Regions from separate parts of the Mus musculus genome. Here regions 1, 3 and 4 are each linked to region 2. A link is a contact called in public promoter capture Hi-C data. All regions are on one chromosome and are shown on one strand. The core of a region is the stretch at or near the end of the contact, and the rest is flanking DNA. Distances in the headings are between cores, read along the strand shown.

The links. Promoter capture Hi-C pulls out the DNA fragments that hold promoters and counts their contacts.
Region 1: a promoter capture Hi-C map of liver shows a contact between it and region 2, with 3 times the contacts expected there. The contact joins the promoter of Pklr here to the promoter of Glmp in region 2. A contact is called at or near these places in 2 of 39 promoter capture datasets (cranial neural crest and liver) and 4 of 115 datasets of contacts at active chromatin or transcription factors (bone marrow-derived macrophages, embryonic stem cells, large pre-B cells and 1 more).
Region 3: a promoter capture Hi-C map of hippocampal neurons shows a contact between it and region 2, with 2.1 times the contacts expected there. The contact joins the enhancer-like site here to the promoter of Glmp in region 2. A contact is called at or near these places in 7 of 39 promoter capture datasets (the C10 cell line, cranial neural crest, hematopoietic stem and progenitor cells and 3 more), 14 of 484 Hi-C or Micro-C datasets (CD4 T cells, CD8 T cells, LSK cells and 8 more) and 3 of 9 other capture datasets (adipose tissue, liver and pancreatic islet).
Region 4: a contact with region 2 is called in a promoter capture Hi-C map of liver, with 2.1 times the contacts expected there. The contact joins the promoter of Efna1 here to the promoter of Glmp in region 2. A contact is called at or near these places in 3 of 39 promoter capture datasets (erythroid cells and liver), 2 of 115 datasets of contacts at active chromatin or transcription factors (bone marrow-derived macrophages and pancreatic cancer cells) and 1 of 9 other capture datasets (liver).

Annotation. Positions count from the first base shown.
Region 1 is chr3:89,131,708-89,137,865 of GRCm38.p6, forward strand. It overlaps Pklr (pyruvate kinase liver and red blood cell), which reads left to right and starts at 4,435. Exons shown (of 11, transcript NM_013631.2): 1 at 4,435-4,575; 2 at 5,517-5,699. The coding sequence starts at 4,476.
Region 2 is chr3:88,323,383-88,330,002 of GRCm38.p6, forward strand. It overlaps Glmp (glycosylated lysosomal membrane protein), which reads left to right and starts at 1,641. Exons shown (of 6, transcript NM_020003.1): 1 at 1,641-1,819; 2 at 2,295-2,549; 3 at 2,733-2,930; 4 at 3,029-3,247; 5 at 4,475-4,731; 6 at 4,821-5,249. The coding sequence starts at 1,700. The coding sequence ends at 4,986. It overlaps Tmem79 (transmembrane protein 79), which reads right to left. Exons shown (of 4, transcript NM_024246.5): 4 at 5,271-6,550. The coding sequence ends at 6,337.
Region 3 is chr3:89,063,640-89,070,098 of GRCm38.p6, forward strand. Ash1l (ASH1 like histone lysine methyltransferase) reads left to right here. Exons shown (of 27, transcript NM_138679.5): 17 at 12-66; 18 at 147-279; 19 at 2,533-2,781; 20 at 3,516-3,602; 21 at 5,348-5,438. Among named protein-coding and RNA genes, the nearest start is that of Gm24403, 18 kb to the left of the region's middle. Within about 2 kb of position 3,827, at least 4 of the 459 cell types and tissues checked have an H3K27ac peak or open chromatin away from gene starts, as enhancers often do. A contact at or near this core is called in hippocampal neurons, where this site is marked.
Region 4 is chr3:89,276,975-89,282,652 of GRCm38.p6, forward strand. Efna1 (ephrin A1) reads right to left here and starts at 2,671. Exons shown (of 5, transcript NM_010107.4): 1 at 2,477-2,671. The coding sequence starts at 2,568.

The DNA of each region.
Region 1 (6,158 bases), core at 3,185-5,684, 810 kb after region 2:
TTCCATTTTGAGAGAGGCTTGCTAAGCTTGGCAGGCTGGCCTCGAACTCCCTCTGCAGCCTTGGTGGGACTTGGACATGTGGGTTTTTTTTCCTGCCCTAGCCTTCTAAGTATCTGAGATGACAGTCCTGCACTAAAAGATAGGGCTTACTGTGTGTTCTAAATTAACTGAATGAAAGAAGAAAATGAAGTCTACTTAAGGGTGCCAGCAAAGCTGACAACCATCTGTAACTCCAGCTTCAGAAGATCCGATGCCCTCTTTTGGCTGGCACCAGGCACCCCCATGGTGCACAGACACATGCAGACAAAACACCCACACACATAAATGAAATTTAAAGAAAATGGGGGTGGTGGCACAGACGGTGGAAACAAATCTTTAACTCCATTCCAACAGATTCCTGACTTGGATAATTGAGGGGTACTGTGGGTGGATTTTACGGAGTCCCAGACAAAAACTTAGCTGAGTCTTCATCACTGCAAACGAGTCCATGGTGGGTTGACAGCTGGGGCAGGAGTGGGGTGGGGGTGGGGAGATGGGAGTTGAGCGAGGGGGAGGGGGGATGGCCGAGTGGAAAGGCCGGTGGTGTTTGTCCTGCTGTGCTGCTGGTGGTCTCGTCCTTCCTATCTGCATGGCCTATTTCTGAGGAGATACACAGGCGACGCAGGAACCCCATCCGGCAGCAGAGTGGACCGTGCAGTTCGTGTGCTGCACAAACACCCTCCCAAATACGCAGAAACGCCCCCGCGGAGGGAGGAGCGGCTGGGGAGCTTGCAGATCATAGCACCCCGTGCAACCCCCAACTTATCACCCCGCACCCTTCCCGGGGGTTGACTATCTCCGTTCACAGAGGACCCACCTGACGCCTAATCCCTGCCTCGCCCGACACCGCGGCTCTCTAGCGCTCCTCACAGGCGACCAAGGCCAACCGAGGCCCTTGGGCTGGTGTGCATAGTAAAGCTGTGTTAGAAAAGCTGCGTCCTCCTGGGGCCAAGGACACAGTTGCACTTGGCTGCTTGGGGTGTGGGGTGTATGTGCACATAAGTGTGTGATTGCGATGTGCCTGTGTGTGTGTTGTATGTGGAAAGCAGAGATGGGGTGGGTGGGGAAGAGAGAGAGAGAGAGAGAGAGAGGAGAGTGTCCTGGTTCTCAGAAGCTGTGAGTTGCACCCAGAACTGGGGCCCCAAACCTGTGACCTAAAGGTATCAATGATTCCCACATGTGACAACCTCTAGAGAGACCGGAGAACTGATGAGGGGCCCTCCGCTTGCATCTGGGTGAGGAGAGCGCTGAGAAAGGCGAAGGAATTCTCCACCTGACAGGAGGAGTAGGAACTCATAATCAGAATAAAACTCAAATAAGGAAAACTATATTGACAAAACTGACAGGCCCGGCGACAGTGCCTGACTGCAGGCATGAGGCTCGGGTCCCCAGTCCTTGGAATCTGCCATATCTCTCTACTGATAGTTGTTCTGTATTCTAAGTGTGGACACCCTGGAAACCCCATGCTCAATTCCCACTAGGAGCACTGCCTTCCTCGTATCTGACTTTGTGTTTCAACCAGTCTGCAGACTTCTCCTTTCCCTCTATAGATGTCCCTAGGGGCAAGGAACACAGTCTGCTGGTGTCAGGTCAGGCTCAGGCGCCGCACTATCTCTGCAGATCCTTTTCAGCCTGGGACTCGGTTCCTCTGGGGAATGAAGTATCCCCTCAAACTAGAGGGATAATTTTGAAAACAAAATTATCAGCAGAGATATGGACAGCAGGATCAGTAAAGTCCAGGGTGTCAGCCAAGGATAGCCTCAGTGAACTCACTACCCCAAAGGCTGGGCAGCGGGGTAGTTCTGAGAATCTGGGCAGAGAGTGTCCTCTGGTAGGAGCATGTGCCCAGCTTCCTTCTCACCCAGTCTCCCATGGGCGCTATTCTCCACTGGCCAAACTCTGTAGAAGCCAAGGACAAAGCCTTTGGCTCCTTGCCCCAAATCAGAGAAGGGGCCAGAGACAGGGTCTGGAGCAGCCCCAGATCCATGGCACACCTCCTCAGCTCCCTGGGCCCTCCTGGTCATGACAGGAAAGCCAGAGCATATCCAGCTGTCAGCCCTGGATTTTAATGATTAACTGGCACCTCAAACACAGCCCTGTCCAAAGCCTTGAGTTCCGCCATCTTAAACCTACTTCCTCCCTTATCTCAATGGGCAACAGGCTCTCCTCTCCTCACACTTGCTTGGGTTATATCAGGGGCCCCTTGAAAAGCCCTCTGTACCCTTTCTTCCTTCAGCTCCTCCCTAATCCTTTGGCTCAAGAGAAGGCCCACCTAGATCTGGTTGGCCTTTGTGACTACTGTAGGTCAGAGTCCATGGGAGAACCCACCCAGCCTGAAGCCTTATGTCTCACCTCCCCAGGAAAGCCCTTTGCTCTCCTATCCCAGGAATACAGGGTGTTTCAATTAGCTGTCACATCTTCCAAGGTGACCCTCAGAGAAAGATGACTTCCTCCTGTCTCTGTGCCTCAATGCTGGTTCTGCAAGGACGAGTAGATGGACATTTGACTCCAGAGCAAAAGAAGTCCCCCATCTACCGCAGGGCCAGCAGGATACCTGCGACGTGCCAGTGTGGCCCAGCTGACCCAGGAGCTGGGCACTGCCTTCTTCTCCATGTTACACTCTAAGTACTGAAAGCCTCTCTTACCAGCACAGCTCCGCAGTCATTCTGCTCTGTCTGCCTGTCTCCAAAACACATCTCACAGACTTCTCCCCTCCCCCACAGTGCCACCCAGGCTAGCCTGTCACCTCCCACCCTGATCAACTCCCAAGACTCACCTCTGTCTTCTGAATCCATGACTGTTTACATCGGTCAGCTAGAGCTACCTAAGACCTAACTTGAATTATATTATGTCCCTGGCAGCCATACCAGTGGCTCTTTGCTCAGGCGCCCAGGTTTACCATGGCCACGTCCCCCTAACCAGTTTCTCTTACACAAAAAGCTTTTGTTCCTCAGAGTTATGGGACATATGCAACCTACAGGAAACTCTTTCCTCTGCTGCCCCTGCTGCCCCTGCTGCCCCTGCAGCCCCTGCTGGTGCCTTCTCATCCTTAATAGCTTAAGCATAATCACATTAAAGAAAGCCTCATCTTATTTAAGAGGTGCCTAAGATACACCACTGTCCCACCCGGCCACCCTGCCCAGTCCTATGATCCATGCCTGACACCCCTTACCCAGTTTAAAGTATTTATTTATTTGCTAGTAGTCTGTCATTTCCCCACACACACTATATTAAAACCCATGGAGGGCGAAGGTTCCATCTTTCTATCTGCTTGACTCCCACTGTATCCTCCAGGGTTGTCACTGGCCATTGTCATTGTCATAGTGTCATGGAAGCCTTCCTAGAGAATCCCACTGTTCTAGCAACTTTGCTGAACTTGTAAAGTCACCCAAGAATGGGGTCAAGAGAATCCCCAGTCTAGGGTCATCTGGGATATGGAAAAAAAGTAAGTGCCAGGTGGCCCGTCTGTTGGTTGGGGTAGTTATAGGGAATTTTGACAGCAGGACTGCAGCTTATGCTCATGGTGGTCAGCAAGGCAAGGTCACTCTCCCTGGTGCCTTGGTAAAAAGTGAGTTGGGTGCGATGTCCCCACGATGGCTGAAGAACTCCCCTGTGCTCAGGCTTCCTGTGTTTACTAATATGGTTCGTCAACATCAATCTAAACAAGTTTATCAATTAGTGCCTAGAACTGTTTATAGTTTCATCTTTGGATTCACAGAGGAACAGATGCGAGAAACTGAGATACCCTCTAACGTCTATCAAAGGGTTCCCCTCTGCCAGGTGGTGGTGGCGCACGCCTTTAATCCCAGCACTTGGGAGGCAGAGGCAAGCAGATTTCTGCGTTCGAGGCCAGCCTGGTCTACACAGAGAAACCCTGTCTAGAAGAGAAAAGGAAAGGAAAGGAAAGGGAAGGGAAGGGAAGGGAAGGGAAGGGAAGGGAAGGGAAGGGAAGGGAAGGGAAGGGAAGGGAAGGGAAGAGAAGAGAAGAGAAGAGAAGAGAAGAGAAGAGAAGAGAAGAGAAGAGAAGAGAAGAGAAGAGAAGAGAAGAGAAGAGAAAAAAAAGTTCCTCCCTCTTTTCCACAATCTAGTCCCCACATTCAAGCTCTTGCTCTGAGAATATACCTAAGATTCTTGTCAATAAAATACAAAGAGAAAAGGATTGTATCACTGGCGATGAACTAGTCTCTATTGAAGCTGATGGACTGACAGTATGAATGGACTAAAAATTGACCAGGAAAAACGGATGACCTAGGGGAAGGGAAGATGTGGGGACTGACAACCGACAGCCCTCCAGAAGGGACTCTGTGTGGGGATGGGGCTGCCTACTGGGTGTGCCTCTTTTCTATTCTCTGGCTCCTGCAGATAAGACCAGCAGTTAGGGTACACTCTCCTCCCAGTCTGTGGTTCTTGCAGCCCCAGTCCCACACTTTGGAAGCATGTCTGTCCAAGAGAACGAGCTACCCCAGCAGCTCTGGCCCTGGATCTTTAAGTCCCAAAAAGACTTAGCAAAGTCTGCTTTAAGTGGGGCTCCAGGAGGTAAGAAGAGGAAGGGAAGCCACTGAACAGAGAGGAGAATTAGGGTAGAATCAGTGTTGGGGGTGGAGGCCTTGGGGGAAGGATGCCCACTACAGCCTCTGTTAAATTTGATTTGAGCCTTTGATCCAGGCTCTGCAGACAGGCCAAAGGGGATCCGGCAGCATGGACGCCACGGGGCACTCCCGTGGTTCCTGGACTCTGGCCCCCAGTGTACAAGGCTTCCATTGGCAAGAGAGATGCTAGCTGGTTATACTTTAACCAGGACTGATCTCGTCTGTGCCAGGCCCCATCCCACTGACAAAGGCAGAGTATAAAGCAGACCCACAGACACAGCAGGTACGCAGCAGTATGGAAGGTGCTCTACTGAGCCGGGCTGGGTCAAGCTACGGGGGTTTCCCCCACAAGGGGGCAGGCAGGGGATAGAGCCGCACTGTATAGATGGAGGGAACTTGGAGGGGAGGGAAGTGGGGAAGCCAGAGAGTTGCCTGGAGCTAGAAGGAAGTAAACAAGGAAAAGTAACAGAGAGATTCCAGGCCTAGAGAATGAGATGCCTTGAGACTTGAGGGAGGCTTCTGGGGGTGCTGAGGCTGAGTGGTCTGCTGGGGGGCGGGGTGGGGGAGGGTCTCGGTAACTGGGTCCGTAAGGACTCAGCTTTGAGCTAGACCTAGATTTGAATCATCTTCCTTGGAAGATGCCCTTTTCTTAGACAGTGCATTTTCTCTCTCCGTCTTTTTCCTTCCTTGTAAAGTTGGGAAAGAGCACATCTAACAGCCTGCTCCATAGAACCCTGGAGACTAAACAAAGTAATGTGTGACACTCAGATTGAAGGAAGGCCTCCTCACACAGACCGGAGGGCTGAATAGACACAGGGTGCACTGGCAGGAAGCACATGGGGGATAGGCGATTGTCTGTGCAGGATCCTGAGTCCCCATCTACCGCAGGGCCAGCAGGATACCTGAGACGTGCCAGTGTGGCCCAGCTGACCCAGGAGCTGGGCACTGCCTTCTTCCAGCAGCAGCAACTGCCCGCAGCTATGGCGGACACCTTCCTGGAACACCTCTGCCTTCTGGATATCGACTCAGAGCCTGTGGCCGCTAGGAGCACCAGCATCATTGCCACCATCGGTAAGACCACCCAACCCTGGGCCGCCACACTGGGCCGCCTGCATGACTCTGGTGTCTCCTTACTGTGCTATCTTTGCCATGGTCATTCATTCAACAAATATTTGTGAGATTTGCAGGTGTTGTTGTTGTTGCGGGTGTTGTTGTATTTGCTTCTTTTTCTTTTTCTTTTTTTTTTCTGAGACAGAATCTTCTTATGTTGTAGCTCTGGCTGTTGGGCAGGCAGGTCTCAAACTCAGAAATCCACCTACCTTTGCCTCCTGAGAGCTGGGCCGGGTTAAAGGTATGTGCCACCTTGCTCCACTTGAGGCTGGGTCTTTAAGACAGGGTCTCGGGTAGCCTTGGATAGTTTCAAGCTTATTATGTAGCCCATATTATATTGTCTTAGCCTAATGAGATCATAAGTATGTAATACCACACCCAGCTTAACAAATGCTCGTTGAGCCAGGTAGCAGTGGCGCA
Region 2 (6,620 bases), core at 391-2,890:
TCTCTGAAAGGACAGCCTGGTCTACAGAACAAGTTCCGAATAGTCAGGGCTGGGCTATGCAGAGACCCTTGTCTCTAGGTTAGAACCTAGTGTCTAGGTTGCGTGTATAAGCTCTGTCAAAGCACTTGCTTAACATTATCATGTAAGTAATCCTGATTCTTTTTTTTTAACAAGGTCTTCTATGTAGCCCTGGTTAGCTAGGATTAAAGGCTTGTGCCAGAACACCTGGTTCAAATTTGTACTGTGCATTAGTCTAACAGATTTAAGTTGGAGATGGAGAAAATGCTCAGTAATGAAGAGCACTGACTTCTTCCAGAGGACCCAAGGTTTGATTCCCATCATCTCCATGGTAGCTCACAGCCATCTGTAACTCCAGCCTCAGAGGATCTGACATCCTCTTCTGGTCTCTGAGGACACCAGACACAGACAGACATACAGGCAAAATACTTTACATGTTAAGATTTTAGGAAAAACAGGCTGGTTGTGGTGCTCATGCCTTTAATTCCAGCAGAGGAGGTAGAGGCAGGCAGGTGGATCTTTAATAGTTCAAGGCCGGCCTGGTATGTATAAAGAGTTCCTGGACAGCCAGTCCCTGCCTACTTGGTAATCTAATAAATGAAATGCATTTACCTGCTGAACATCTCATGCCCCAGACCTTGAATTTCTGGTCTTCCTCTTCTCACCTCTTGGCTGGAATTAGGGTGTCTTGGTCCCCTTGTAGAAACAAGCCTCCATTCCTGTTTGGTTCTGTTTTCTGAGACTACCATACCTAAGGATTCTTTTATTATTCTTTTACTTTTTTTGTTTGTGTTTTTGTCTTTGTTTTTTCAAGACAGGGTTTCTCTGTGTAACCCTGGTGTCCTAGCACTCACTTTTCTCAAACTCAGAAATCCGCCTGCCTCTGCCTCCCAAGTGCTGTGATCAAAGGTGTGCGCCACCACCGCCCGGCATTCTTTTACATTTTACTGCACTTGTTTTATGTGAGCAATGCACAGAATGCATGTGTAAATCAGGTTACAGCTTCTGGCAATTATTTTTCTCCTTCTACCGCGTTGGTCCTGAATATATATCCAACTCATGTTCAGTTTAGAGCAAATGCTGAGGCATCTTGCTGACCCCCAAGGGTTCTTTTATATCCAATTCCTCTCTATATCTTTCCTTTTTTGTTTTGAAGATTTTTTTTTATTATTATATCTAAGTACACTGTAGCTGTCTTTAGCTGCACCAGAAGAGGACGTCAGGTCTCATTACGGATGGTTGTGAGCCACCATGTGGTTGGTGGGATTTGAACTCAGGACCTTCGGAAAAGCAGTCAGTGCTCTTAACCACTGAGCCATCTCTCCAGCCCTCTCTATATCTTTCTAGCACAGAGCAGTAACATACAAATTACTCTGTTAAATTGTGTGGAAATTTTAATCTGGGTTTATTCACCAGAGGTGATGTAGGTGGGGCCGGTAGGGTGTCTGCAGTAAGGTAGGAGTATGTTTGCACAGCTAGTCTAGGATGCCTAGGCCAACCTGTTGATGATAAAATACCTGTTCACCTTGAGCTTTCGGGAGGCTATTCCAACTTAAACAGATCTGGGTTAATAGAAGCGGCCCCTTTAAGAACTTTGTTGGCCCGCCCTCAAAAGGGATCAGCAGGAAAGGAGTCATGTGACTCTGAGGCTCTTCCGCTGAGTTTAACTAGCTGTGGCTGTATGTTTCGCTGTTGGGGACCTCACTGGGGCTGGGTCCCCTGTGCCCCTACCCCATGGCTCCTTTTGAGTCTACTTGTGTGTTCAGCTCCATTTGGCCTGCAGGGAGAAGAGACTCGCCAGGTAAGGGCTCTGGAACTGAAGTTATAGATGTTTCCGGAAATCCTACCTTTCTAGGATGACCGGAATCTGGGACAACAGAGGGGTGGAAGGTGGATGCAAGAGAGATAACAACCCAGAGAGCTCAGTGTGGAGTCACGAGTGATTGGAAGAATTGTGGAGGGGTCAGGCATGACTGCGTCCTGCTTTCTGACGATGTCTGAGCCATGGCTCAGCCATTGTAGCCCAGGAACAGGCAAGTTTGGGGACTTAAAAGCCTTGTTAGCTCTGAGCCCTCTGAGTAATCCTGGATCCACCCTATGTTCTCAACCCTACATCTGCCCCTGATTCCAAGTTCCCCTCAGTTTCTACATTTCCCTCTTGCCTGGTCCTCAAGAGCCCTTGCATTGCCCAGGTCCTGTCCTCCACCTACAAGCTGCAGCTTTGCCTGTGAGCATACCTGATCTTGCTCCTTCCGCCCCACTACCCCGTGTTCCAGGTATCTATGGAGGTTATTTCCGGCTGGCCAAATCCACAGAACCTGCTTCATATTCGGGCAGTGGGCAGCAACTCCACCCTGCACTATGTGTGGAGCAGCCTGGGGCCTCCAGCTGTGGTGCTGGTGGCCACTAACACCACTCAGAGTGTCCTGAGTGTCAACTGGAGTCTCCTGCTGTCTCCCGATCCTGCTGGGGCCCTGATGGTGCTCCCCAAGAGCAGCATACAGTTTTCTTCTGCTCTCGTCTTCACCAGGGTGAGGGTCTGAAGGAGCCCAGAGAGAAGATCACAAGAAGAGAGTCCATCCTACCCCCAGGGCGAGGGACGGGTTTAGCCCAGGGTGGGTGAAGTGAATGCAGTTTTGGGTGGGGTGACTGGGAGGGATATTCAAGAGAAAGCCAGAGGGAGGCAAGCCTCTTCCACTCTACCCTGTCCCCAGCTGCTTGAGTTTGACAGCACCAATGCGTCCGAGGGGGCACAGCCTCCAGGAAAGCCATACCCTCCGTACTCCTTGGCCAAGTTCTCCTGGAACAATATCACCAACTCATTGGATCTTGCCAACCTGAGTGCCGATTTTCAAGGCCGCCCTGTAGATGATCCTACTGGAGCATTCGCCAATGGCAGCCTGACCTTCAAGGTGAGGCTATGGGGAAGGAACTGGAAATGACTGATGAGGGTGGGAGTATCTGTCCCTCAAGCTCCATTCTCCCCACATGGCTTCCTTCTCCTTCCAAGGTCCAAGCCTTTTCTAGATCTGGTCGACCTGCTCAGCCCCCTCGCCTCCTGCACACAGCAGATGTCTGCCAGTTAGAAGTGGCCCTGGTTGGAGCTTCTCCTCGTGGAAACCATTCCCTATTTGGTCTAGAGGTAGCCACCTTGGGACAGGGCCCTGACTGCCCCTCAGTGAACGAACGGAACTCCATCGATGATGAATATGCACCTGCCGTCTTCCAGGTCAGGTCACCAGTGCGAGATAGATGGGTGGGAATGTAAAGTGGGATCCCGCTAGCAGCCCAGAAAACCCACCAACCACTTATTGTTAAAAAAGACTGTGTGTTTGGGTTTTTGAAGGATTTCTTTTCATTTTATGTGCATGTATGTCTGTGAAGGTGCCAAATCCCCCGGAACTAGAGCTACAGTCAGTTGTGAGCCACCGTGAGGGTGCTGGGAATTGAACCCAGGTCCTCTGGAAGTACAGCCAGTGCTCTTAACTGCTAAGCCATCTCTCCAGCCCCAGAAGACTTGTTTTTTATGTGTGTGTATTTGGGTGCATGTGCATACAGGTTCCTATGGAGGCAAGAAGAGGGTATCAGGTACCCTGGAGCTGGAATTACAAATAGCTGTAAGCCTCCTGGTATGGGTGCTGGGAACTGAATTTGGATTTTCTACAAGAGCAGCAAGTTCTCAGCACTGAGCCATCCCTAAAGCCACCACAACACCCATTTTTAAAAGGGTTTTCTGTTTGTTTGTTGAGACAAGGTCTCCCTAAGTATCCCTGGCTGGCTGACCTAGAACTCTTGCTATGGAGACCAGGCTGTCCTTGAACTCAGAAAGGTTCATCAGCCTCCTGAGAGGTGGGATTAAATGCACGCACTGCCACATCTGGTCCGGGTTTCTTTTTTCTTTCTTTTTTTTTTTTCTTTTTTTTTTCTGGTTTTTCGAGACAGGGTTTCTCTGTATAGCCCTGACTGTCCTGGAACTCACTCTATAGACGAGGCTGGCCTCAAACTCAGAAATCCGCCTGCCTCTGCCTACCGAGTGCTGGGATTAAAGGCGTGCGCCATCACGCCTGGCTATGGTCCGGATTTCTTATTTAACAACACTTTTCTCTGGCTCCTTTTAGTATGGGGTTGCACTAGTCTATTGCCTGCCATCTGTGCCCTCCAAGGAAGCAGACAAAACCAGTGCTTCCAAGATCTTCAGCTGGGATGCTCCTTAACCCGGGGCCCAGAGGGAGCGAGCGCTGAACGGCTGCAGCTCCGTTCATGTCAGTTTCTCTCTGTAGAGGAGAGACTGGACCTCCTACATCTAGCATGTCATTTCTACAACTACACTTAGTACTGAGGACTCTTGGTGACTTAGTGCCTGTACTGCTGATATGCCTTCTGGGAGAGCTGGGGAAGCAGAGGTGTTGGTACAGGTTGGTCCTCCTCACCCTGCCTCCTTTGCTTGTCTCTCCAGCTGAACCAGCTGTTATGGGGCTCTTCTCCATCTGGCTTCATGCAATGGCGACCAGTGGCTTTCTCTGAGGAGGAGCGGGCCCGAGAATCAGCCCTCCCCTGCCAGGCTTCCACTCTTCACTCCACCTTGGCATCTTCTCTCCCTCATTCACCAATTGTTCAAGCCTTCTTCGGGTCCCAGAACAACTTCTGTGCCTTCAATCTGACCTTTGGGGCTCCCACGGGCCCTGGCTACTGGGACCAATACTACCTTTGCTGGTAAGAACTAAGGGTTTGGTCAAAGTGGAGAAAGGCTGAGCCGCTCAGCCTGCCTTCCTAAGCTTGCTTTTTAAACCCTCTTGCTCTAGGTCAATGCTTCTGGGCATGGGCTTCCCTCCGGTGGATATCTTCTCTCCACTAGTCCTCGGAATCATGGCGGTAGCCCTGGGAGCCCCAGGACTCATGTTCCTGGGGGGAGGCCTATTTCTGCTGCTGCGCCACAGGCGGTATTCTGAGTACCAGTCCATAAACTGAAACCCACTCTCCAGAGGGAAGGGCAGTGTCTCAGACTGTCGGAGGGTGGGGGGCCCAGGGTCATGATCTGCTTTTCTGCAGAACCTCAGAAGCCAGCCTCAACCTACTGGGGTGCTCCCAGTAAGTTGTCCTTCCAAACCCACGGAGAGGCCACGCTCACGGGTTCCCAAACTCCCGTTTCCTGTGGATGAAACTTGAAGGCCTACATGAGTGACTGTTGGCTGCCCTAAGGGGCATGAAATAGACATTTCCCCCATACAAGATTTCCAGTCTCTCTTATTTTTAAATGAGATGTATGTATTTTATTATGTATTTGTGAGTCTTTTGTTTGTATGGATGTGCAGTGTGGGATGGGGGAGGGCACTAGATCCCATGGAACTGTAACCCACCAGGTGGGTCCAGGGAACTGAACCAGAGTCCTCTGCAAGAGCAGCAAGTACTCTGACTGGCTGAGCCAGCTCTCCAGCCTAGATCCAATCTCTTAATGTGTGAGTGCTGTTGGGCTGGTTTGGGACGGTTTCAACAAACAGGAAGACAGAGAGAGGCTTGGAAGGCAGTTAGTTTCTCTTTGAGGGCCCGATTCTCCCCAGTCCTCCTTTGTACCCCTTGATGCTAGGAGGTAACTTGTGCCTGAGGGTGGGGGTGGGGGAGGAGCAGAATGAACGAGCCACAGGAGCCTGGCAGTGATTTATTACATACTCACAGCTATATGCTGGGCTGAGGGCGCTCTGCCTTCCTAGCCACCATGTGAGTTCACACCCAGTTCTTTTGGAGATTTTAGCTCTGTGCCCCGCCCCCTGAGAGTGGGACTCCTTGGAAGTTTGAATAGTGGAATGTTACAGAGACCCGTGTAGGTTGGGACAGGAAAGACAACAGCTACATATAACAGTCTTGACTGAGGCAAAAGAGTCTTGAGGCCAGTGGTAGCGGGTCCAGAACCAGGCCCCCTAGAAAGGTCTTCACCAACTATCTGACATGACATCAACTTCTACCCTCGGGCTAAGGCAGGTTTTCCTTCTCCTTGGCGCTCACTGGCACAGACAGTTCAGGGTGGGCTGTGGCTCTGCACTCCTGACCCACAGGAAGCTAGGGAGTGAGATGACCATCCCGCCATAGCACCTGTGCCATGGTGGGAAGCTGCCCAAGAAGGAAGTGTGCTTCTCCAGTCTCGACCTTGGGCTCTCATCCTCTGGGTTTGTAAAGCAGCGGCTAGGAGAGAGTAAGGGTATTTGGGGCCCCAGTGGGGAAGTAGCAAGGTTCCTCGCATCAAAGGTCCATTGCCTGGGCAAAGGCCAGGCCTACAACTGTTCCAGGGAAGTGCCGAAAGCCCCCTGTGCAGCTCTAGGTGGCTCAGCCCCATGAGCGGGGCCTGTAGTCGGAAACAGACCGAGCATGGTCAGGGTAGTCCAAGCGGCTCTCGGAGGCAGTGAGCATGCGCTCTGGCTCCACCACAAACATGTAATAGAGGTTCCACACCAGCATGGCCAAGAGTGGCAGGAAAGTCAGGCCATAGCCAAAGCCTCGGAAGGAGCGGCCCACAGCAAAGGTCAACCAGTATATCAGCCTGTGGAAACAGAACAAGAGTCAAGAGCGGACAGTGAGAGACTAGACGGGAAGGGTTGCCAGCGCCGATA
Region 3 (6,459 bases), core at 2,577-5,076, 740 kb after region 2:
TTCTTCTGCAGATTCTTCCCAGCAAACCCTTGCAGCTCCACTTTTGAATCTTCCCCCAAAGAAAAAGTACGTGTACTTTTCTGACAGCCTTGTAGAGCTCAGAAAAGAAGCCAGTGCACCAACTAACGGCTTGCTCTGTGTTCCAGAAATGCTGACTATTATGAGAAGATCTCTGACCCCCTGGATCTCAGCACCATAGAGAAGCAGATCCTCATTGGGTATTACAAAACAGTGGAGGCTTTCGATGCTGACATGCTTAAGGTCTTTCGGAATGCTGAGGTATTTACTCACTTAATATACAAATGTAAGAAATCTGCTCGGATGAGATTTATTTTATCTACTCTTGGGAAAGGCAGTAATTTTCTTTTCATTACTACATTTGTTTATTTGGTTTAATTGTGTACGTTGTGTAGTGTTGAGTTTAGCTACACCACTTTGTGCTCCCAGCGGGTCACACTCCCAGCCACCTGCCAGAGCCCTCTGGATTCGAGAATGAAACACACACACGCACACACACACACAACCACACATCAATTAAATTTGACTTACTGTGACTACCTCAAATGCTGGGCACTCTTAAACCTTCGGCCAGCAAATGCAAATGCTCCCCTCCGGTATTTCTGAGACTCCTGAACCTTCCCCTGCTACCTTAGGCCCAGTCACAGAAGTGGCCAGTGACTACTTACCAGAATTCTCACATGGCTGGTTGGCTCCTGCAGCTCCTCCTTCTCCCCCAGTCATAGCAATTGACCTTCCTCACTTCTAGTTCCTAGGCCACACAAATCCAAAGGTCCTGCCTCAGTCTACCTGCCCAACCATTGGCCATTGGCTCTTTATTGATTGATGATAAACCAATTGGAGACAAGGACCTTTGGTGTTTAGACACACAGATTCCCGATTTTGGGGGCTGGATTAATTCAAAGCTAAATTAGAGCACATCCGTAGCAATGTTGTATGTATATATATATATATACATGTCATAACATGCATGTGAAGGCCTAAGTTCTGTCCTCCTGGCTTATGGGTCCCTAGGGTCAAAGTCAGGTTGTCAGAATTAGCAGCAAGTACCTTTACTTGGTGAGCCATCTCATCAGCCTGACAGTAATTTTATTTTTTCTATCAGTGTATATAATCAAAAATATTCTGGGGGGAAAAAAAGTCAGGCATGGTGGTACACGCCTTTAATCTCAGCACTTGGGAGGCAGAGACAGGCGAATTTCTGAGTTTGAGGCCAGCCTGGTCTACAGAGTGAGTTCCAGGACAGCCAGAGCTACACAGAGAAACCCTATCTCAAAAAACCAAAAATAAATAAATAAATAAATAAATAAATAAATAAAATTATTCTGACCAAGTATAGTGGTATATATCTTTAATTTCAGCACTTGGGAGACAGATGTAGATAGGATGAGTTCAAAGGCAGCCTGGTCTACATAGAGTTCCTTCCATTGAACCCATCTTGGACGAGTGGCAGGTGGTTTCTCGGTTAGCAAGATAGCTCTTCAGGTAAAAGTTCTTACTATGCAATTCTAGCAACCTGAATTTATTCCCAGAGCTCACAGTGTAATAATGTTGGAAGAGGGGATTTTACTCTGCTAGGTCATTATCTGACCTCTGTATGCATGCCATGGCATGTATATGCCCACATGGCAATAATAATTTTTTAATCAAAAATTCGTTCAGTCAGTAAAAGTACTCAGTATTGTACAAGCATGATGACGTAAGTTATCTCAAAACATGTATGAAATTACCAGGTAAGGCCGGATGTAGAGTCACACATCTTTAATCTCAGTCCATGCACCAGCACAAAACATTCTGCAGTGGATGATTGAGTCATTTCTCAGAAACAGTATAATCTTTGTAAACCCCTAATTTTGCCCTGAACTTTTATATTATGTAAATATTTTACCAATGTATTGTGTGTCTGGCATTGCTTTGTTCATGAAAATAAGTATATATGAAGCCAAGCTTAGTGAGTCATTCCTGAAATCACTTAAGCCTGAAGCAAGAAGGTAAGGTCAAGTTTTAGCCCATACCAGACTGTATAAGAAGACCCTGCCTCCAAAAACAAGCCTAGAGTATTACTGTGTAGTAACCAGGAAAGGAAATGCTCTGGTGTAAAGAGAGGCTGAAAGACAGAATAAGAAAGGGTCTTAAAGAGGTAAGAGATTACTGAGTGGCGATCTTGAATTACAGCATAGTTTCTGTTAACCCAGCTCCCACAGACATTTACTATGTGCTCCAAGCATTTGCAAGACAAAGGTAAATGGAAAATTTCTACAACACATTATGCTTGCAACATTAATTAAAATTTAATGATCACTGTGTATTTGATCTTATGGGATAGTAAGGCTCTTGACAGAATATCAATAACAAAGCAATAGAGAAAAACGAAACATATAAATTCTAATTTTAATTCATTATAGTTCAATTTGTTAGCCAAAATGGAATAATAAAGAAAATCATGCTGCCTCTGCAGGTTTATTTTTAAACCAAAAGGAGAAAAGCAAAAATGATTTCTTTTGTTTTCTTCAGAAGTACTATGGGCGTAAATCCCCAATTGGGAGAGATGTTTGCCGCTTACGAAAGGCCTATTACAGCGCCCGGCATGAAGCTTCGGCTCAGATCGATGAGATTGTGGGAGAAACGGCCAGTGAGGCCGACAGCAGCGAGACCTCAGTCTCCGAGAAGGAGAGCGGGCACGAGAAGGATGATGATGTTATCCGCTGCATCTGCGGCCTCTATAAAGATGAAGGCCTCATGATCCAGTGTGACAAGTGCATGGTGAGTGCCAGGGCGCGGCGCAGGGGCTTAGGCCAGCGTCTGTTTGTCCTCTACTGTTCACCATACTGCCTTCCTCCTCCTTTATCTTCCATTTGCAACAACTTCCTTTCCTCTTCCTTCTGCCCACTTTAACTACGTTTCTCACAAAAGCTGCACATAGAAGGGTAGCATTTGACCTTGTGCTTTCCCTTGAAGTCATGAAGTGGCACACGGTGTAACGCATGGAAGCAGGCAGGTTCAGTGCATATAAGTTTGTCCACAGAGGGCTCCTACTGCAAGACTCGGCCTGAACTCAGTGTGTAGTGTCCTCCATTCCTGTACGCTTGTTGTTTGGTATGATAATGGAGCTGTGAACAGTATGTCTGGTTATTGAGAGGATAACGCCAAGTAAACCCAAGAGGCAATCTTTACGGGAATAAAGACAGTCCCAGTGGCTGCAGCATAAATAGTGTTACATCACAAGTGATAATTTAGTAGTATATTCATCTTCATTTTTCCTCCTCACCTCCCATTTTGTTTGTCCAGATCTATATATTAAAATTGATTTTTATAATTATATTCAAACATTGTGTTTTCCTCTTATTTTTCTCATTTATTTCTAATTCAGTCATAACCTTCTGGTATAATTCCTCTTTTACCTTGCCCTGTCTGCTGCTTTATTGATATCACCAGTATTATTAGTTCTCAGGACTTGTCTAAGTGTAAGTGCCTTGTCAAGTGTGCCTGTCTCATAGGTGTGGCAGCACTGCGACTGCATGGGTGTGAACACGGATGTGGAGCACTACCTTTGTGAGCAGTGTGACCCTCGGCCTGTGGACAGGGTAAGCTGAACCATAGTTAAGAAATAAAATACTTCAGATCCATGAAAGAAATAGTACTGTATAGAGCCAGGCAGTAGTGGCACATACCTTAATCTCAGCACTCTGAAGACAGGCAGGCTGATCCCTGAGGTGAAGGCTAGCCTGGTCTTCAGAGCTAGTTCCAAGATAGCAGGGCCTACTACACAGAGAAACCATCTGGAGGGTGGAGGGGTAGAAGGTGGAGGTGGTTACTATATAAAATTGAGATTCATTTTGTTTTATTCTATTTTTGAAGTAGAAGCTCACAGTGTAGCCCAGACTAGCTCCAAATTCACCATCTTCTTTCCTTAACCTCTCAGTGGTAGAGATAGAGTTCTAAGTGCCATTTCTATCAGGTAGTGTTTTGTTGAAAACAACCCTTGTGGGCTAGAGAGATGGCTCAGCGGTTAAGAGCACTGACTGCTCTTCCAAAGGTCCTGAGTTCAAATCCCAGCATCTACATGGTGGCTCACAACTATCTTTAATGAGATCTGACACCCTCTTCTAGTGTATCTGAAGACAGCTACAGTGTACTTACATATAATAAATAAATAAATCTTTGAAAGGAAGGAAGAAGAGAAAAGAAAAAGAAAAGAAAAAACAACAACCTTTGCCCTCAGTCTTACTTACTGAAGTAAGAGTCAGTGACTTGACCAAGTTGGGTGGGTTCTTAGCGAGGTCCTGCTGTATTTGTGTATATGATCTTAGGCTGCTAGATTGGCTCTGTGGTTAAAAGCTCTTGCTACTAAGCCTCTCAACTTGAGTCCAATCCCAGATCCACAAGGTAGAAAGAGAGAACTGCTATTGTCCTCTGACTCCACGCGTGTGCCATGCCAAGCAAGTGCCCTCACACACATGCATGTACAGAAACAGTAAGTGTGTATGTATGATCTTGATTAAGTCACCCCCATAACATAAAGGATTTAGGCAACATTTCTTTTTTTTGTTTTGGTGGGGGGAGGTTTTGTTTGTTTTTGGGGGGTTTTTTTGTTTGTTTGTTCATTTTGTTTTGTTTTCTTTTTTGGTTTTTTTTTTTTTTGGTTTTTTTTTGTTGTTGTTGTTTTTTCAAAACAGGGTTTCTCTGTGTGGCCCTGGCTATTCTGGAACTTACTCTGTAGACCAGGCTGGCCTCAAACTCAGAAATCTGCCTGCCTCTGCCTCCCGAGTGCTGGGATTAAAGGTGTGCGCCACCAGTACCCATCCTTTTTTTGGTTTTTCGAGACAGGGTTTCTCTGTGTAGCCCTGGCTGTCCTGAAGCACACTCTGTAGACCAGGCTGGCCTCAAACTCAGAAACCTGTCTTAGGCAGCATTTCTTAACCATAGTGATGTTGTCATATTACACTGGAAAATTTACTGTGAGGGATGCACTTTAGAGTTTGGCTTCCCTGGCCTTGAACAGTACACACCTGTTCCAGGTGGGCTCCAGACAAAACTGTCATGAGAAGTCCCCATTGCACACATTTTCAGATGCTGCTGAGATTTCACAACAGTCTCAGAACTAATGCATCATAGAGCATCGTCTCAGACACTGGACTTGTCAGCCTTGTCATCTACTTTAATTTCTCTGCATTTAAAGACTAGAGGTTTCCATCTTTTTTATACATGTATGGTATAAAAAATGACTTTTTAAAGTATTGGATCGGAAATTTTAATTCTTTTCCTCTCTTGGATTGAGATCATTAGGCCAAATGTAATACTTTCCCCATTGACTTTCTGCTCTTATCAGGAGGTACCCATGATCCCTAGGCCCCACTATGCCCAGCCCGGCTGTGTCTACTTCATCTGTTTACTCCGAGATGACTTGCTGCTTCGTCAGGGTAAGGAAAAGGGCTCAAACTCCTCCCGCATCCCGTCCCCCCACCCCCCCCCATTTCGTGTGCGTGCTTGTGTGTGTGTGTGTGCGCGCGCGCGCGCGTGCGTGTGTGCACTTTGCATGCTTAGGATTGCCTGCCTGGGCTTGTGGAAGGATCTGTTGTTTACTTCGGCAAGGGAAGGTTACTGTAGGCTATAACCCTGAGCACATGACTCTACCCCACTTCTAGCAACCATTGTCAGTAGCTCTTCAGTAATGGTTGGGCCTTATGAGTCCCTTCCTTTGATTTGATAGCTTTCGTTTGGGAGGAGGGAGAAGGTGTTATTGTTGTTGGTTGTATCTTGTTATTACTGGGTTTTGGTATTTCAGACTTTAGCTCAGGCCAGGCCTCAAACTCCCAGGTGTCCTCCTGCCCCAACCTCCCAAGTTCTGGAATGAGAGGCATCAGCTCCTCTGCCTGACTTACACTAGTTTCCTGTTACTTACTTTCTGTTTGCTGGGATGCTGATTGATCCAAAGCTTCAAGTATGTAGGTCGAGTAACCTAGAACTGAGCTGTACCCAAAGTCCTTATAGTAGCGTTAAACCTAGTTGGCCAGGTATAGTGGCACAATATCATTAATCCCATCTGGAGGCAGAGAAGGGTAGATCTCTGAATTTGAGGTTAGCCTGGTCTACTTAGTGAGTTCCAGGCCAGCCATAGCTACATAGTAAGACCTGTCTCAAAGGCAAGATAAAAAATATATATATACTGATAAACCTAGTTAAAAGACACAGAAAGTACAAAAAAATAAAGAGATCATCTATAATTCTCAGTGTAGAATTAAAAATAGTTGTCCTTTGATCCCAGCACTTAGGAGGCAGAGGCAGGCGGATCTCTGAGTTAGAGGCCAGCCAGGGCTACACACAGAAACCCTGTCTTGAAAAACCAAAAAAGAAGAAAGAAAATAGTTGTCACAATGCTGGCTTTATTTTCTCTTGATTTCTTTTGTAATACTAGATAGAGATTGAACCTAGGTTCTTGCT
Region 4 (5,678 bases), core at 1,421-3,920, 950 kb after region 2:
TTTCCTGTTACTCGGATTTGTGTCCTGATCTCCTCGTTCCACTTTCTCACTCCTGAAAATCTCTGTGATTTTATCTCCAAGAGTAACAATTTCGCCTTCCCCTGATGAAACGCTGTGGTTCTTAGACCTGAGGCTGCCCCAGCTCTTCCCTCCTCCCCAGGTGGAGCCAGTTCCTCTCCCCCGTTGGTCCCCCCAAGCCCTGCAGGCTCCAGCCTGACTGCCCACCGGCCCCTCCCACTGAGCTCCAGACACCTGGCTCCAGCCTGGGTAGGGTCTCAGCAGCAGGAAAGTGCTTCCCCCCTCCCACTGAAAGCCAGGCAGCTTCTCTGAATTCCCCCAAGCTCTGCCAGGGAGAGGCTCAGCAGAGCTGCCTGCCAACTTGCTTTCAACCCGAGTCCTTGGCATGGGTGGTGCCCATGGTGATGGTGGGGTTCCACGGTGGCCACCCACTACCCAGTCATCATGACCCCTTAGAGGCCTGGCCTTGCAACTGCTTGCAGCCTCTAAAATGAGACTTTCTGGGCCCCTCCCCCACGGGGGGGGGGTAGAGAGAGAGAAGCAGAGGGAGGCTTTTAAAATTCCTCTCTGGAGAGATAAACATAGAAGCCATTTCAGAACAGGTATTTCAGCTCTGGGCCTGGCGTCTTTCCCCTATTCCCGTGATGGGCACTGACTCACTCGTGCCTCATCCACCTCGCTACCCGCCCAGGCGCTCTTGAGAGCCTGTGAAATTTTACCTCGTCAAAAGTGAGCAGCCCCCAGGACCCCAGGGCAGCCCAGGACTGGTTTGCCCCAGTGTTGGCCTCCGGGCAAAAGCGGCAGAGAAATCTGATAGCTGAGTATCTGTCTCTCCAGGACCAGGGCCTAGCTCACAGTGGCACCTTTCTCTGCCACTGCCTTTGCCTGGAGCCTGGTGAGCCCAGGATTAATGCCCACTACCCTGAGTCACCTATGCAACCCTACACCCGCCCTGTTCATTGCCACCTCATCTCTTCCCCCAAGCTGGGCCTGGCTAGACCGCCCATGACCTCCACTCTAGACTGGCTTTCCTGTGGCTGTAAATAAGACAGGGTTATGTGTGTGTCCAGAGGGCCAGGGCTGAAGCTATACTTAGCGTACTATCTCCTACACTTAACCTGCCTGTGACACTTAAGTCTCCATTTGGAAAAGGGGGCTCTATTAGTGGTGGAGTAGACAGGGAGGGGGGCAAGGAAGAGGCTCCTTCCTGAAAGAGAGGAAACCTGGGAGCTTGGGAACGGAAAAGGCCAGGGTTCCCCCCTCCCTACTCATGACTTCCCGTCCCCTCCTCCTCCTTCAGCCGACACCTGGCATGGGCATAAACAGGGACTTTGCTCTTTCCCACTACTAGGGCAGGACTAGGTCAGGAAGGCAAGGGGCAGGCGCAAGGGCAGGCGCAAGGGCTGGTGGGGCGCAGCAGCACTCCAGGGCCAGGAAGACAGTGCCTTTAGGGTGGCAGCTGGCTCTATCTTGCCCTCCGACATGCCCTAGACAACAGACCCTCAATAGGCAGTGCCAGAGGAAACTGGCCCAGCATCTCTCTCAGGGGAAGGGGAGGCAGGCTCACTGGATCTGGGAGGGAGGGGTTTAGTGGCATTCTGTGGCCTCGACTTCTCACCTCTTCTTGTTCCACCATATCCCCCTCTTAGGTTTGGCCCTAACACTCTTCTCATAACTTGAAGAAACTCAAGGGCAAGAACAAAGGGCCCGACAGTGTCTTCCTCTCAATACCATTTGCTTCATAGCCCTAAAACCTGCTCCGGAGAAATTACCTCCTTCCTGTTACAGCCTTTGTAGCCCTGTGAAGCCCCACTCTGCTCCTCCCCAAGCTTCCCAGCGACACTCCTCTTACCAGTCCCTTAGTGTGACCACCTCAGCCACTCCCTCGGTCGACCCATACACAGCATGTGCCTAATTTATGCCCCCCCCAACCTTGGAGGCACTCTTCAGGGTCATCTTAAACACAGAATGAATATCTAATGCCCAAAACCTAGATTCCTACGGAGGTTCTTTCCAAGGCTCCCTGAGCGCTGTGCTTACTCTTGACGTCCATAGGTGCCTGTTAGTATACAAACGCCCAAGTGGCACACAAAAATGAGAGTGCACAGAAGTTTCATGGGGGGACTTAGAGAGCCCCGGAGGCCAGGGCCAACGTTCCAATTCTCAAGGCAGGAGTGCCCAGCAGGAGAGCCTTACTTTAGAGTGATGAGATGCCAGAGGGCAGAAAGAGAGGGCTGAAACAGCCAGCGCCTGTGCGAGCAGGCATGAGCAGGTTTCTGCCCTGGTCGGCTGTTGCCAGGTAGTAAGGGGAGATACAGACGGAGGTGGGGAGCTATAGAGTCCAACCCATCCCTGGCCACCTCTCCTAGGCGCAGGCCAGGGGTTGGCAGGGACAGTTACCCTGCGAAAGGCCATTGCCAACCCGGCACCCAGGCTGCCAGGGAGTCTCAGGGCTTACTTGGGATTTGAACTGTTCCAGAAGACGATGTGGCGGTCAGCAGCGGCCAGACTGCAGCACAGACCCAAGAGAGGGGCCCAAAGGAACTCCATAGCGCGGGGCCGGGCCGAGCCAGGCCAGGACGAGAGCTCTGCAGTGTAAGGTTCCCACAGGCTTCTCCACGGTACAGTAGGCACCACGATCACAAATCTGGCCTCTTCGCTGCTCGACTCCGCCTTTTGGGCTGGCGCCGCCAACACCAGCCCCGCCCTCGCCCCGCCCGACGCGCGCTGCCCCAGGGCTTGATGGCTACGTTGGAGGTGGAGGAAGGGAAAAAGACTCTGGGAGGAAGGACTCCCATATCTCAGCGACGGAGAGCGCTCCGGGGTCTGCACAGATCCTCCCATAGCTGTGTGTGCTCACTTACGGGTGTGGGGGTGGGGGTGTCTATGTGAGGCTCTGTTGGCTTTGTGGGACTGAAAGCCATAGCAAGCTGGAAAAATGGAAGAACTTATACGTGTGGGTCTGGGAACCAGTGGCTTCAGGACTTGGCTTTGCAGCGCGGGGCGCCAATCTTGTCAGGGTGTGAGGTGGGGGGATATAACCACACCTTTCCTGAGATTCACACCCAGGCCCGCGCACTCGCCTTCTCACACTCTCTCGTGACCCCCTCCTCCCCCCGCCCCCCCAGCAACACTCCCCCATGCCTTGACTCTGGCTTGGCTGCCCCTCCCCACACAGACGCGGCTGTTTGTTTTTGTTGGGTTTGTCAATGTTGTCTTTGTTCAAGAGATTGTGTCATCGCTTAGATGCCGGGAATAAAGTGCGACGTTGTGTGTGATCGAGCGTGTAACGTGTGCGGCCAGGGCTAAGGGCTACTCAGTCCATCAGTACTTTATGCGAGAACTCATAGTTGGGCTCAGGGGCTGTAGGGGGGGATGTTCCTAATATTTTCAATAGCGCCAACGTACGCTAATGACCTGTTTATACATTTCACGTGTGTCTTGAGCGAATGCGCGCTTGCAGATGGAATGTGGGAATATGGTCATGAAGAGTGACAAACTAACCGACCTGACACATGTACATATGGCGTGTGTAAATGCGTGTGATGGCGGGTAGGTGTAAAGACACTTGTGTGTGGAAGCGTGTGAAACGCCTGACATACATATGCTAATGTTTGTGAACAGTGTGTGAAGAAGAGGAGAAACGTGTTTGGGCGTGCAGCGGGGGTGGATTGGAGTGGGGGGTAGTTTGGGCGGCTGTGTTTGACTGAGTCTGACTTGGGTCTTCCAGTCGGTGGGCTCTCAGTACCAGGCTCAGAACCCCTCCCCCTCTCCATGTAAACAACCCTGCAGGAATTCACCTCTCGAATCAGCAGCTGTCTGGAGAGGGGTTGGCGGCGTCTGCGCCTGAGATGGAGCTGGCGGGCAGGTGTTTGATTAGGCTCGAGTGCATTCTTGGAGCCGTAAAGTCAAAAGCTGAGTGCTTGGTAGTTTGCGTGTGTGGCGGTGAGCCCGTGTGCGTTGCAGGGTGTGATGGGCGGGGGTTTCTGTCCCTGGTCTCTCTTCTTTGCGGCTGCGCATCAGGGCAAGGCGCGGACCCGGGGCTCTTTGCAGGGTCCGGCCCAGCTTCCGAGGCTTCCAGGCCGTTTCATCCCGGTTTTTTACGGCCAGGCTTGGCGGCAGACCCTGTAATTACATCGGGCCAGGACGCCGTGGCCAGCTCGGTGCTGAGCCTGCAGGGGAGGAGCCAGGAATTGAGGAGGGCTCTGGCTTTCCTCCTTCCCTCCTAGGAGGTGGGCCCTGCTTGTCGCTCTCACCATAAATATTTACTGAGCTCCAACTAGGTGCCGCGCCCCGTAACCCCGCACTAGGGTCAGGGTCCGTCTTTACTCAAGCATACGCCACCGGTGCGCAACCTGCCCTAGGCGACGTGCCTGAGTCCCATGCGTGCGGCTCGTCCCTCCTTCCGGGTTCGAAGTTTATCCGCTGCCCTAGGGAAGCACCTCACGCGCTTTTTGCTCACCTGGAGGAACACCAAGGTGAAAGTCTCCCACACACACCACGAGGGTTCCTTTACTTCATAGGGTTTGGTTCTGTTCTCTGCTTAGTGCCCGGCGCAAGCAATAACAGTAGCCGGTCATTGTTGAGTAATATCACTCACTCTAAAGGTGCAAACTTGTGGCTGCTGTGAAACTCAAAGAGGAGTTAGATAGTGTAACATCTTTAGAGAAAATAGCCCAAAATTGCCCCCGGGGAAGATGGCTTTGGTCCGGATCACCTCTGCTGGCAGCCAATCTCCCTCCGCTCAGCCTAGGGAGGACGTGCCCACCTCCTGCCTGCCTGAGTGTGAGGCTGGAGCAAACTGGATGGAGAGGGTGGCTGAAACCTGGGCACTGACTGGACGCAGAGCCTCTGGCTTAGGATGATCTCCAGCATTTTCACTTCAGGCCTTGATCCTATCCATGTTTTTGCGCTTTTAGAGGTAGCTCATCTGTTTAGGCTACCCCTTGGCTGGATATTGCACCTTAGGCCGCAAGGATGAGGCTAAGATAAAGTCTTCTCCCTCCGGGAGTCCTGAAGTCGATAGTGAACTTACGTTTGGGCACATGTTTTCCTGGACTTGAGTAGTAAAGGAAATAAGTTTGGCAAAACAATCTTGCTAAGTGCTGAGACTCAGTCCCGCAACACATTCGCAGTGCTCCTGGAACCGCTGCGCCGCCTGGTGGGCAGAGAGGAGAGTTTCCGGCTCTGTGAGATGCGGACACAGACAATAGGAAGGACTTCAGAACACAGAATAAAATCTAGGCCTCCTGGGCATCTCAGTTCTAGCTCGCCCCGGCGTGTCTGGCTTTGTTTGGGGCTACCTGTTACCCTAAAGTTGTGTACCTGCGTTGTCTCTCAGCACTCCATCCCCAGGCAAACATCTGTGCTAAGTGGCAAATATGTATGAGCTGTCTGTCTGGGGAAAACCCATCTGTGAATTTCTTCTGGGAATTTTTTGGGGGTAGGGTTAACTCTGGGTGTGCTGGGTAGGGGTGGGGCGATCCTGTTCCCACAGAGAGTACTGCCTAGCCGAAGGCAACTTTTCCAGACTAGAGCAGCCACCAACACTCAGCAGCCTGACTGGATGCTTCAGACCCCAGGGCATCTCTGGGTCCTTGGATGAGGCAGTAGAACAGTGGGCCCTGAATTTGGAGCGTTTCTGCCTCACTCTGAAGGTA